3 separate regions of the Mus musculus genome follow, and regions 1 and 2 are each linked to region 3. The links are chromatin contacts, called in public HiChIP or PLAC-seq and promoter capture Hi-C maps. All regions are on one chromosome and are shown on one strand. Each heading gives the region's core, a stretch centred on a gene start, on an enhancer-like site or on the middle of the called end of the contact. The rest is flanking DNA. Distances are from core to core; before and after follow the strand shown. Region 1 overlaps Dock4 (dedicator of cytokinesis 4). Region 2 overlaps Dock4 (dedicator of cytokinesis 4). Region 3 holds the start of Dock4 (dedicator of cytokinesis 4).

Region 1 (2,700 bases), core at 29-2,528, 150 kb before region 3:
ATTAAAGAGATTGCCTGCATCTCTTTAAACAATGAGCCAAAAATAAATGGTATGTAAGGTACCCGTCGCGTATTTGTCCATAGCAAAAAGTAACTAATGCGCCCACAGTACCTGATGAGTTCCACTTCTTCAGCGTGCATCCCAACAACCTCAGTGCCACTCTAATCCATCTGAGCCACTTGACCATAAGAGAAAGGAGCACTGGCCCCCAGTAGCTGGGTACAGACGGATGCTACTAGAGCTAGAAAACATTTTTAACTTTTCAAGCTATGTAACATAGAATCGTTTCTTTTACATACAGGCCCTGGATAGGAGCTGCTTTGTAAACATGAAAACCATGAACAGTTTTGAGAGACAAAAATAAGTGGAGAAAAATAACTCATAACATGTCACTATTCGTTCTGAGCCCAGGACCAACAAACAAGTGGTGTTTGTAACATCTTTTGCTAAGTTGCACTGACACGGGATAAGAACTTTTATTAACCATTGAATTTCTGTGCTAGTTTGAATAGCAGACCTTGTCACTTTAGCTAGATAATCCGAAATGTCAGGCAGCAGTCCTCTTGCACTGATGTGAAAATGCATTAGTTCCAACAGACAGCTGTGTCAATGGAGAGGATGATTGCACTCACTGGGTGGTTTGCTTGTGTTGAGAGAGGCGATTTTCATGGGAACCCGGCTGATCTCACTTAATCCTTAGAAAGAGAAGGGTAAACTACTGATGCCTCCCAGAGAGAAATTACTTGTGAAAACATGGCTGAGGTGAAACAGTATCACTTGTGACAATTAAATAGCTATAATAGTTCAGGGAAGATTGGGATATTTAAGTTATTGCAAATATGACTTTCTGGTTCAAAAGGACTTGAATTTGCATATTCAAAGTAGTTAAGAAGCATTTTATTTGCAGAAAACTCCTTACCTGTGTCCAGAACTGGAGCTAAGCCTAGTGGCACATTGCTATAATCCTAGCTATAGGAAGGCAGAAGCAGGAAGATTGCAAATTCAAAGCCTCTCTGGGCTAGAGTGAGTTCCAGGCCAACCCAGGCCATAACACAGGGGCAACTATTTTAAACTATCAATTTTTTAAAGGTTAACGATGGAGATGAGTAACATAGAGCTGGCATAGCATGCAGAGGCCTTGAGTTCCATCCCCTGTCCCCAAACCAACATCACCAACAAAGAGCATAATAAAGAAAACTGTGCTGCTGGCATGCCTGTCTCTGATACAAACGCTGGCCCTGGCTGTACCAAGCACAGGAGTGAACACAACTTGTTATTTATTGGCTGGAGTTTGGGAGAAGCACCCTCTGCGTTTTATACCTTTTCCAGCTGGGCAATTGAGCAAAGTCTAAATAGATTGTTCTTTGAAACTTTAGCATGACTGAGGAGGAAAGATATTCCACCCTCTAAGGCTCTGAGCTCTCAGACACAGGAAAACCTAGGCAGGCAGACAGTACTGGCTGGGGATGAAAAGAGCTCTGAGGGATAGGGAACCCCAGACTCAACAACTGCAGCAGCAAAGAGTCAGCTCTGTAAATTTCTACCTACTCAACCTTTTAAAAACCAGCTCGAATTTTGCTGTCTGCCCTTTGTGAAGTATTGAACACACTTCATGGCAAATACTCAGAGATGCAATGTGTGTAGGGAATGAACCCTAATTCCTTTTTTTTAAAGGTGCTTGTTTTTTATCTTGGGGTGAATGCAAGCTAGTGTAGTGCTCTATTACTGAGTTTCAATCCCGGCCCTTCTAATGCCTTCTAAGCCAGAAGTCTCCCATCTATATTCTCCTACAGCTTGCATTTTATTTGGCGAATGCATGCCCACCTACCTTCTGCACTCATTTTACCATTGTGGAGAAGAAGAGAAATAGCAGGAACATTTTGCTATCAGTAGGAGCGGTATGAAACCATGGCCATCATCAATCAATAACTAGGTCAAAGGATTGAGACATCAGCAACCAAGGCAAAGCAAACAGGAAGAACACTAGATCTGAGGGTGCTGAAGTGGGTGATGATCCAGGCTCTCAGCAGTGACAGTGGCCTTCATCACCGTCCATTGCTGATTCAGAGGAGCCATTCTTTGCTTCGTCGTTGGATTTTGTGTCTATCATGCAAAGCCATGGAGCGGGGCAGCATTTGTTCACTTATCTAAGATGAATGACTGAGGAAATTTAATTCTGCTGGCTCTCTTACTGCTTCCAGCGTTCTTTGCCTTCTTTTCCTTTGTCCCTTCCCTTCCTCTTCTCCCTCCCTTTACTTAACTTCCCGCTCTTCCTAATGAAAACTTTCTTGATATTGATATAGACAAGTCACGTCATCCTATAACTGTGCAGGAAATGAAAGCAAACCCAGCCTGACTAATCTCTCAGGCTGTGTCAGGCGCCCTGGCCTTCACGTGGCAGGAGCCTCTTCCCTCCAGCTCATCCACATTGCGTGCCATTTATGAACTGTCTCCCTTTCATCACTTCCAGCCTCCTCAAATTAATCTCATTGCTATCGGATGCTTGCTGGCTCCACTGAAGGATATTCTTAAAACTATTAGATTAATGCCTGAGAAATACAGATTTATGAGAAATGCTGACACACCAGAATTAAAGTCAGGTGAACATGCCATTAAAATATCTCCTGACAAAATACCCAAAGATACGCATGGTGCATTACAAAGTCAAATTACCCAAATCAAAGATATTGCTTCCTGAGA
Region 2 (2,748 bases), core at 193-2,692, 190 kb before region 3:
AACTCAAACAGGACTTACCTACTGGCTGTCATTGATATTCCTTCTTTGTGATGCTGAAACTGAGAATTTAGATTCCCCTCTAATAACATTAGAAAGAAAAGATCTGTGAAGGGCCAAGCACCTCTAGCACTACAAAAGTAAGTCAAGATGAACTCCAGCAGTGAGCCTCAGGCCATTCCTGAGCTTTTATGGAAAGAAATAGTATTCAAAGCTTCTGTTCTCTGAATGGCCTGAGTCACCAGTTGCTGCTAGCTTCTCATAAATGTGGAAAAAGCATCTTACCTGTTGCTACTTATTGCTGTCGGTTAATAGGTACAGTCTAATAGTGAATAAGCCACTGTTTGACTAGAATCAGAATAGTGCTTTAATAAGAATATGAAAAAAAGTAGGCAAGGCTTAGAGAAAACAGATGGAGCAAGAATACATGGGAAGCCAGGAGCCAGGCAAAAAGGGACAAATTTTATATTAGCCTTGCCACTAAAATACTCTGTGACACCAGAAAAAAAGGATGAAGCTCTTAGCCCTTCCATGTACTCTCAACAGGAATTCAGAGGCCATCATGGACTCAATGGGTGACAGAACTCTGTATCATCACTTTAATTCTTCCTGGGATTTCAGAAGAGAAATCATTTTCTACTGATTCTGTTAGAGAACAAGATGGCTCCCTTCCTACTTCATGTAAGCTCCCCAAACCCAAAGAACGCCCTTCCACTGCGCTTCAGTAGTCTGATATGCAATCTGACACTGAACACATTCTCAATTTATGTTTCCTATATCGATAAGAGATTTATGAGGTGACAGATCATTTCCCAGGACAACATGACCGAGTTTAATAGGCAAAGGAGTTAACTTAATTTGCCTTCCACTTAGCAATCTTTAATGAGGGGATGGATTTATCCTAAAAGGAATATGGCAAATCTATAATTTCTATGCTGTAAATTGTTCTTAAGTAAATTGCCAATAAAATTTAAAGAAACTGAAGTAAGAGCTTGGGAAAATTCATGAGCTCAAGGATGGTTTAAATTGTGCTGTTCATTTTCATATATCATTTTTTTTTTTTTTTTTTACCAACTTACCTTAACTTAGCCATAGAACTGCATGGAGCATAAGCTAGAATTTGTGTAAGTCAAAAATAGCCTCAGCACAGCCCTGACTCACAGTTTTCTTCCACTTCCCCTTTCTTCTGTTTTCCTTCTTCCAACTGAAAAGGGTTGTTTGTTGTTGTCTGTTCCTTTGTTTTTCAGTTTATTCCATGTTTCCTTGTGACTTTTGATAATCTAATTTGATCCAACATCCCGATTAACAAACCAATCCTCATTTAAACGAGGACTGGAATAGTAACCAACTGTAACTAGGTAAAAAGTCAAAGGCTTTTAAAAATAAGAATAAAGAGCAACTGATCTGGGCATGGTCTCACACACCTCCAATCCCAGCATTTGGGAGGCAGAGGCAAGAAGATCTCTGAGTTTGAGGCCAGCCTAGTCTACAGAGTGTGTCCAGGACAAACCAGGCTACATAGAGAAACTTTCTCAAGGGAGAAAAATAAAAACAAAACAAACAAACAAACAAATAAATACATAAATTAACCAACCACACAAAATAATAAGGGGCACATGCAGTCAGATTCTGATCACCTTGAAAGCTGTGTCTCTCAGGACTACTGCACGCACAAAGAAGAAACCCAACCAAATGCTGCAAATCCAACCCACCAGTATGCCCAATGTGTTCTCCAGATCCAGAAAGAGGTAAGTTATTCATGGTTTCCTTGCTGGTGTGTTCTCCTTTTATGTCCCACATTCCTTCTCATTTTCCTCAAAATCCTGTACTGAGATCCACTAAAGGTCAACTAGCAAATGGGAGCTTGATACAATCAAAGGGAAGGCTGAGGGGAGCAGGGCCAAAGCTGGTTTATTCTAGTTAGCCACTCATATATCAATATTCATACTTTGTAGAGTATTAGCCTTGCTTGGAGTTTCCAGTAACTAGACTTCCTACTTAAGTGCTTGGCTGATATTTTTAAATAAGTCCTCCACATTTTTATTTAAGAGTAGATCTCAGTTACTGGCAGCCTTTACATGAGCCCTCCTTAACAGCTCTTTGAAGAGTGGCCATTATGCCTCCCAGAATGTCTCACAGCTGCGCACTTGTCCTAAGACATTTAGCAGTCACTGGTAAGATGAATGTTTCCCTCTGGATTACACTATGATATAGAGGAGTTATACGATAAAATCAAATACATGTCTCAAAACTAATGACTACAGAAGAAGAAAAAACATTTTAGTCAGAAAACATATCTAATCAATAATCTCTATGATTATTATATTTATTGTAACAACCTGTATACTGTTATACTACAGGGTATTAGAAAGAAAAAAAAAAAAAAGATGGCAGTGCTCACACCAGAGCCATGGATGTGGCTTTTTGGCTCCATCCTTGATGGAGTTCTCCCAATGGACTCAGCACATCCTAGCTTAACTGGTGTCACATCTAGGCTCCTTCTAGCATCCTGTCATTGTCAGTACTCACTCATTTCCCCAATCCAGTCGGGCAGTAATGTGGCGCTTCACATCCTTCATCCTGTCATGGGTGAGATGGCCAACTAGCACCTGCCGTCGCAGATCGAGGATTTCATTCATGATGTGCCACAGGCGATGGAAGAGATCCCCTTCATTTCTCTAAGGCATATGGAAGCACAGAGATTTGGCAGTCAGTCCTCTTGCTTGACCAAGAGGGGGACCAAGTGCTTGC
Region 3 (3,012 bases), core at 82-2,581:
TGGCTTCTTAATAGTCTCAACCCTAAAAGGAGTGACTGTCAAAGGGGGAGGGGGGTACCCAGCTGAAATCAAACAACAAAAACGGGAACTGTAATCCTACCGACAAGGGAGGAGGGAAGGGAAGGGAGCCTCCTGTATTCATCAGTCAACATTAATGGTCTTTGTTGTTCACCTTTGCACAGAACAGTGAATGCTATCCTGTTCCTTTTTCTCTCAAATCAGTGCCAGGGTAGTCCTCTCCTAAAGCTGCCTGCCAGCCTCTAAGAGCCAGGCTTTCTGACCCTCCTCTCCCTCGTCACTTTCCAGCCGGCCTCTATGACCCCCACTGCGCTCATTCCCTGGTAGAGAAGGTGGCCAGAAGTAAAAACCCTGCCAAAATCTCGGTTCCCCTCCAAGGACCAAAGAGCGCAGGAGCACAGATGTTGAAATTTACCAACCCCCCTGCTCGCAACACACACCCCAAACACCCGGGAGGCGAGGGAGGAAGGAGGCTACGTCCCGACTCCGTCTGTCACAGGGGCTACACTCTGCACTCTGGGAATGCCGACCCCAGCCGCAGGGACTTCGCGCCTCCCTACTGTTTGGGAGTATTCTAGCAGCCGGTTCCTGGTCTCCCTCATCACCCCGGGAAATCTTAGCAGCCCACTGCCAGCTCTCTGCCGCTGTGGGCCAGCAGGGGTAGAAGGGAGAGAAACCCTGTTGGCTTCCCCTTCCAACTTGACACGCAACACGCCCCGCGGCCGCTCCAAACTCCGCCAGCCAGCAGAGACCGGAGCGGCAGTCCGGACGTTCTGGGATCGGGTTCGAGGAGCGCCGAGTGCACGGTGAGGAGCGAGCCCCCCAGTGCTCGCCCCTCAGCCGGAGGCCGGTGCGGCCAAGCCCGGGACCCGCTGTGCAATGCCAAGACCTGGCATTTGCAGCCTGGAGCGGAGCGAGCTGCGTGGGGGCAAGGACCAGAGCGTGGTAAAAGTTCGCCCGCGAGCACTCACCCACGCCGTATTTCTCGTGCTCCGTAGGTATCCACATGGCTATGAAGGGCGTTGAGGGGCTCCGGGCTGTGCAATCCCCGCGCCCCTCCAGTGGCTCACAACAATGCACCGCTCCCGAAGAGCAGCTGTGTCGCTGGAGCACAGCGGATCGCGCGGGCTGCGGCGCTGGGCAGGGTCTGCTCCCGGGGCTCCGGAGCCGGCACTGACACTACACCGCCGAGGCGGAGCCGCCCGCCGCTCTGCCGGCCGCGGCTGCTCACAGCCCTGCGACGCGCTCCCGGGGACCCGGCGGCGCAGTCATTGTTCTGATTCACTGAACTAAGCGAACACGCCGGGGCACTCGCGGGCGCACCCCCGCCCGTCAGCGCCCGTCCAGCGCTGCCTACCCACTGCCTCGCGGCATGCTGGAAGTTGTAGTTCTTACGCTCCCGGCTCCGGAAGGAGGCGGGACTACAGCGGTTGGGGGCGGGGCACCTAGTTAGGCTCGCCACAATCGATTGGTCCAAAATGTGACGGCACAGCATAGGCGTGTAGGAACTCCCTCAGTGAGGCGGCATGCGACCCCAGGCGCGTTTTTATTGGTGTATCACCGCTCCGCCCCGCCTACGGCCCGCCCCTTTCTACTGTGCCAGGTAATGGCTGCTAGTGAGGTCCAGGGGCTTCCTGTGGACCCCCGGGAGGCTGGGGTCCGCGGGGTCCGCGGCGGAATCGGACACACAGATCATGAAGGTGAGTGTGCTGTCCCTTAGGCGCGGGTGATCTGTCTTCCTTCTTCTGTGCCCGAGGTGCAGCTGGCAGCCGCTCAAACCTTTGAAGCTGGTCGGCTGGGAGACCACCTTGGTGCCAGGGAAAAAGCCGCGGGCGGGACCCAGAGATATGGGTTGGGCAGACGGAGGTTGCCAGGCTGAAGCTGTTTTGGGGTGGGAGCAGAAAATGTGAAGAGCTGCCTTCCCGGCCTCTGAGAAAGCTCCTTTGCTGTCTTCCGGTTTGGAATTCTGTGCTTTGCACTTGCCGCCAAGTGGGTGTGGGTCAGGTCTGGGTTGCACACGTGTGACTGTAAAGCTGTGATTAGCCGCTATTTCCTGACTTGTAGCCCTCGCTCTCCCCGGTTTGCTGAATTTGGCTCTGGGAAGGTGTTTTATGTAGTTTGGGACCGGTTTCCAAGTTGGAGACTAGTCACGTCACGGCTCTCTAATACTTATTTGCTGGTTGCAGGTTGTAGTCCTCTTCAAAAGGAAAGGATGTGTGTGTCTCAGGTATCATTTGGCCCTGTAGCCTGGGAGATGTTACATTCTAAGAGAAAGAGAAAAGAGAATTAAATTCACTCCAGCCCTCACAGAATATTTAAAATAGGGTTTTAAAATTCATCACAGCTACTTTGTATCAACCTGACTTTGCTGCTTTCTTCAGTTCCACTGTAGAGACCAAAAGTCAAACTTTCATCATAGACTACCTTTTCTTTTGGTCGCGCTCCACTCCCCACCCATTTTGTTTAAGTGTTAATTTTGGGGGTTAATTTGGGTTCTCAGTCCTTGTTGATGTTTTTTCCATTTAACCTTCACAGCTTTTTATCTCAGTAGCAGGGAAATAAAAGTGCAATTTCTTCCCACTTTCCATGAGTGAGATTCCTATCAATGGGTTTGCCATATATCCCGTACTTATGTTTTTCCAGATCACCAAAATTCCACATTTTAAGATATAAAGTTGGAAGCTTTAATAATTTGGCGGGGGGGGGGGGCGTTGTTTATGGTTTTTGTTTTTGTGGGGGTTTTGGTTGGTTGGTTGGTTAGTTTTGGTTTTTAGAGACAGAGTTTCTCTGTGTAGCTCTGGCTGACCTGAAACTCACTCTAAACCAGGCTGGCCTCGAACTCAGAAACCCGCCTGCCTCTGCCTCCCAAATGCTAGGATTAAAGGCGTGCGCCGCCACTGCCCGGCTTCTTCTCCTCACTGATAACTTTTTCTCACGGGTTAATTTATTTGAAAACTTGAAAATACCTCTAAAGCATAAATAATTACCTTACAC

The links. Promoter capture Hi-C pulls out the DNA fragments that hold promoters and counts their contacts. HiChIP or PLAC-seq counts read pairs in DNA pulled down with a chosen protein or histone mark.
Region 1: a contact with region 3 is called in a promoter capture Hi-C map of liver. The contact joins the enhancer-like site here to the promoter of Dock4 in region 3. A contact is called at or near these places in 5 of 39 promoter capture datasets (cranial neural crest, hippocampal neurons, liver and 1 more), 3 of 484 Hi-C or Micro-C datasets (bone marrow-derived macrophages and cortical neurons), 8 of 115 datasets of contacts at active chromatin or transcription factors (bone marrow-derived macrophages, embryonic hindbrain, embryonic midbrain and 5 more) and 3 of 9 other capture datasets (adipose tissue, liver and macrophages).
Region 2: a contact with region 3 is called in an H3K4me3 HiChIP or PLAC-seq map of bone marrow-derived macrophages, with 3 times the contacts expected there. The contact joins the enhancer-like site here to the promoter of Dock4 in region 3. A contact is called at or near these places in 9 of 39 promoter capture datasets (the 3T3-L1 cell line, 3T3-L1-derived adipocytes, the HPC-7 cell line and 4 more), 1 of 15 datasets of contacts at CTCF or cohesin (large pre-B cells), 5 of 484 Hi-C or Micro-C datasets (the N1E-115 cell line, bone marrow-derived macrophages, cerebral cortex and 2 more), 11 of 115 datasets of contacts at active chromatin or transcription factors (bone marrow-derived macrophages, cardiomyocytes, embryonic forebrain and 6 more) and 2 of 9 other capture datasets (adipose tissue and macrophages).

What each region holds. Positions count from the first base shown.
Region 1 is chr12:40,595,894-40,598,593 of GRCm38.p6, reverse strand. The region is part of intron 1 of Dock4 (dedicator of cytokinesis 4); the gene reads right to left. Among named protein-coding and RNA genes, the nearest start is that of Dock4, 150 kb to the right of the region's middle. Within about 2 kb of position 1,278, at least 14 of the 459 cell types and tissues checked have an H3K27ac peak or open chromatin away from gene starts, as enhancers often do. A contact at or near this core is called in hepatocytes and liver, where this site is marked.
Region 2 is chr12:40,636,010-40,638,757 of GRCm38.p6, reverse strand. It overlaps Dock4 (dedicator of cytokinesis 4), which reads right to left. Exons shown (of 53, transcript NM_172803.2): 6 at 2,527-2,675. Among named protein-coding and RNA genes, the nearest start is that of Dock4, 190 kb to the right of the region's middle. Within about 2 kb of position 1,442, at least 5 of the 459 cell types and tissues checked have an H3K27ac peak or open chromatin away from gene starts, as enhancers often do. A contact at or near this core is called in bone marrow-derived macrophages and microglia, where this site is marked.
Region 3 is chr12:40,444,372-40,447,383 of GRCm38.p6, reverse strand. Dock4 (dedicator of cytokinesis 4) reads right to left here and starts at 1,331. Exons shown (of 53, transcript NM_172803.2): 1 at 990-1,331. The coding sequence starts at 1,026. It overlaps Zfp277 (zinc finger protein 277), which reads left to right and starts at 1,594. Exons shown (of 12, transcript NM_178845.3): 1 at 1,594-1,718. The coding sequence starts at 1,625. Gm40406 (a long non-coding RNA gene) reads left to right here and starts at 1,725. Exons shown (of 2, transcript XR_872699.3): 1 at 1,725-3,012.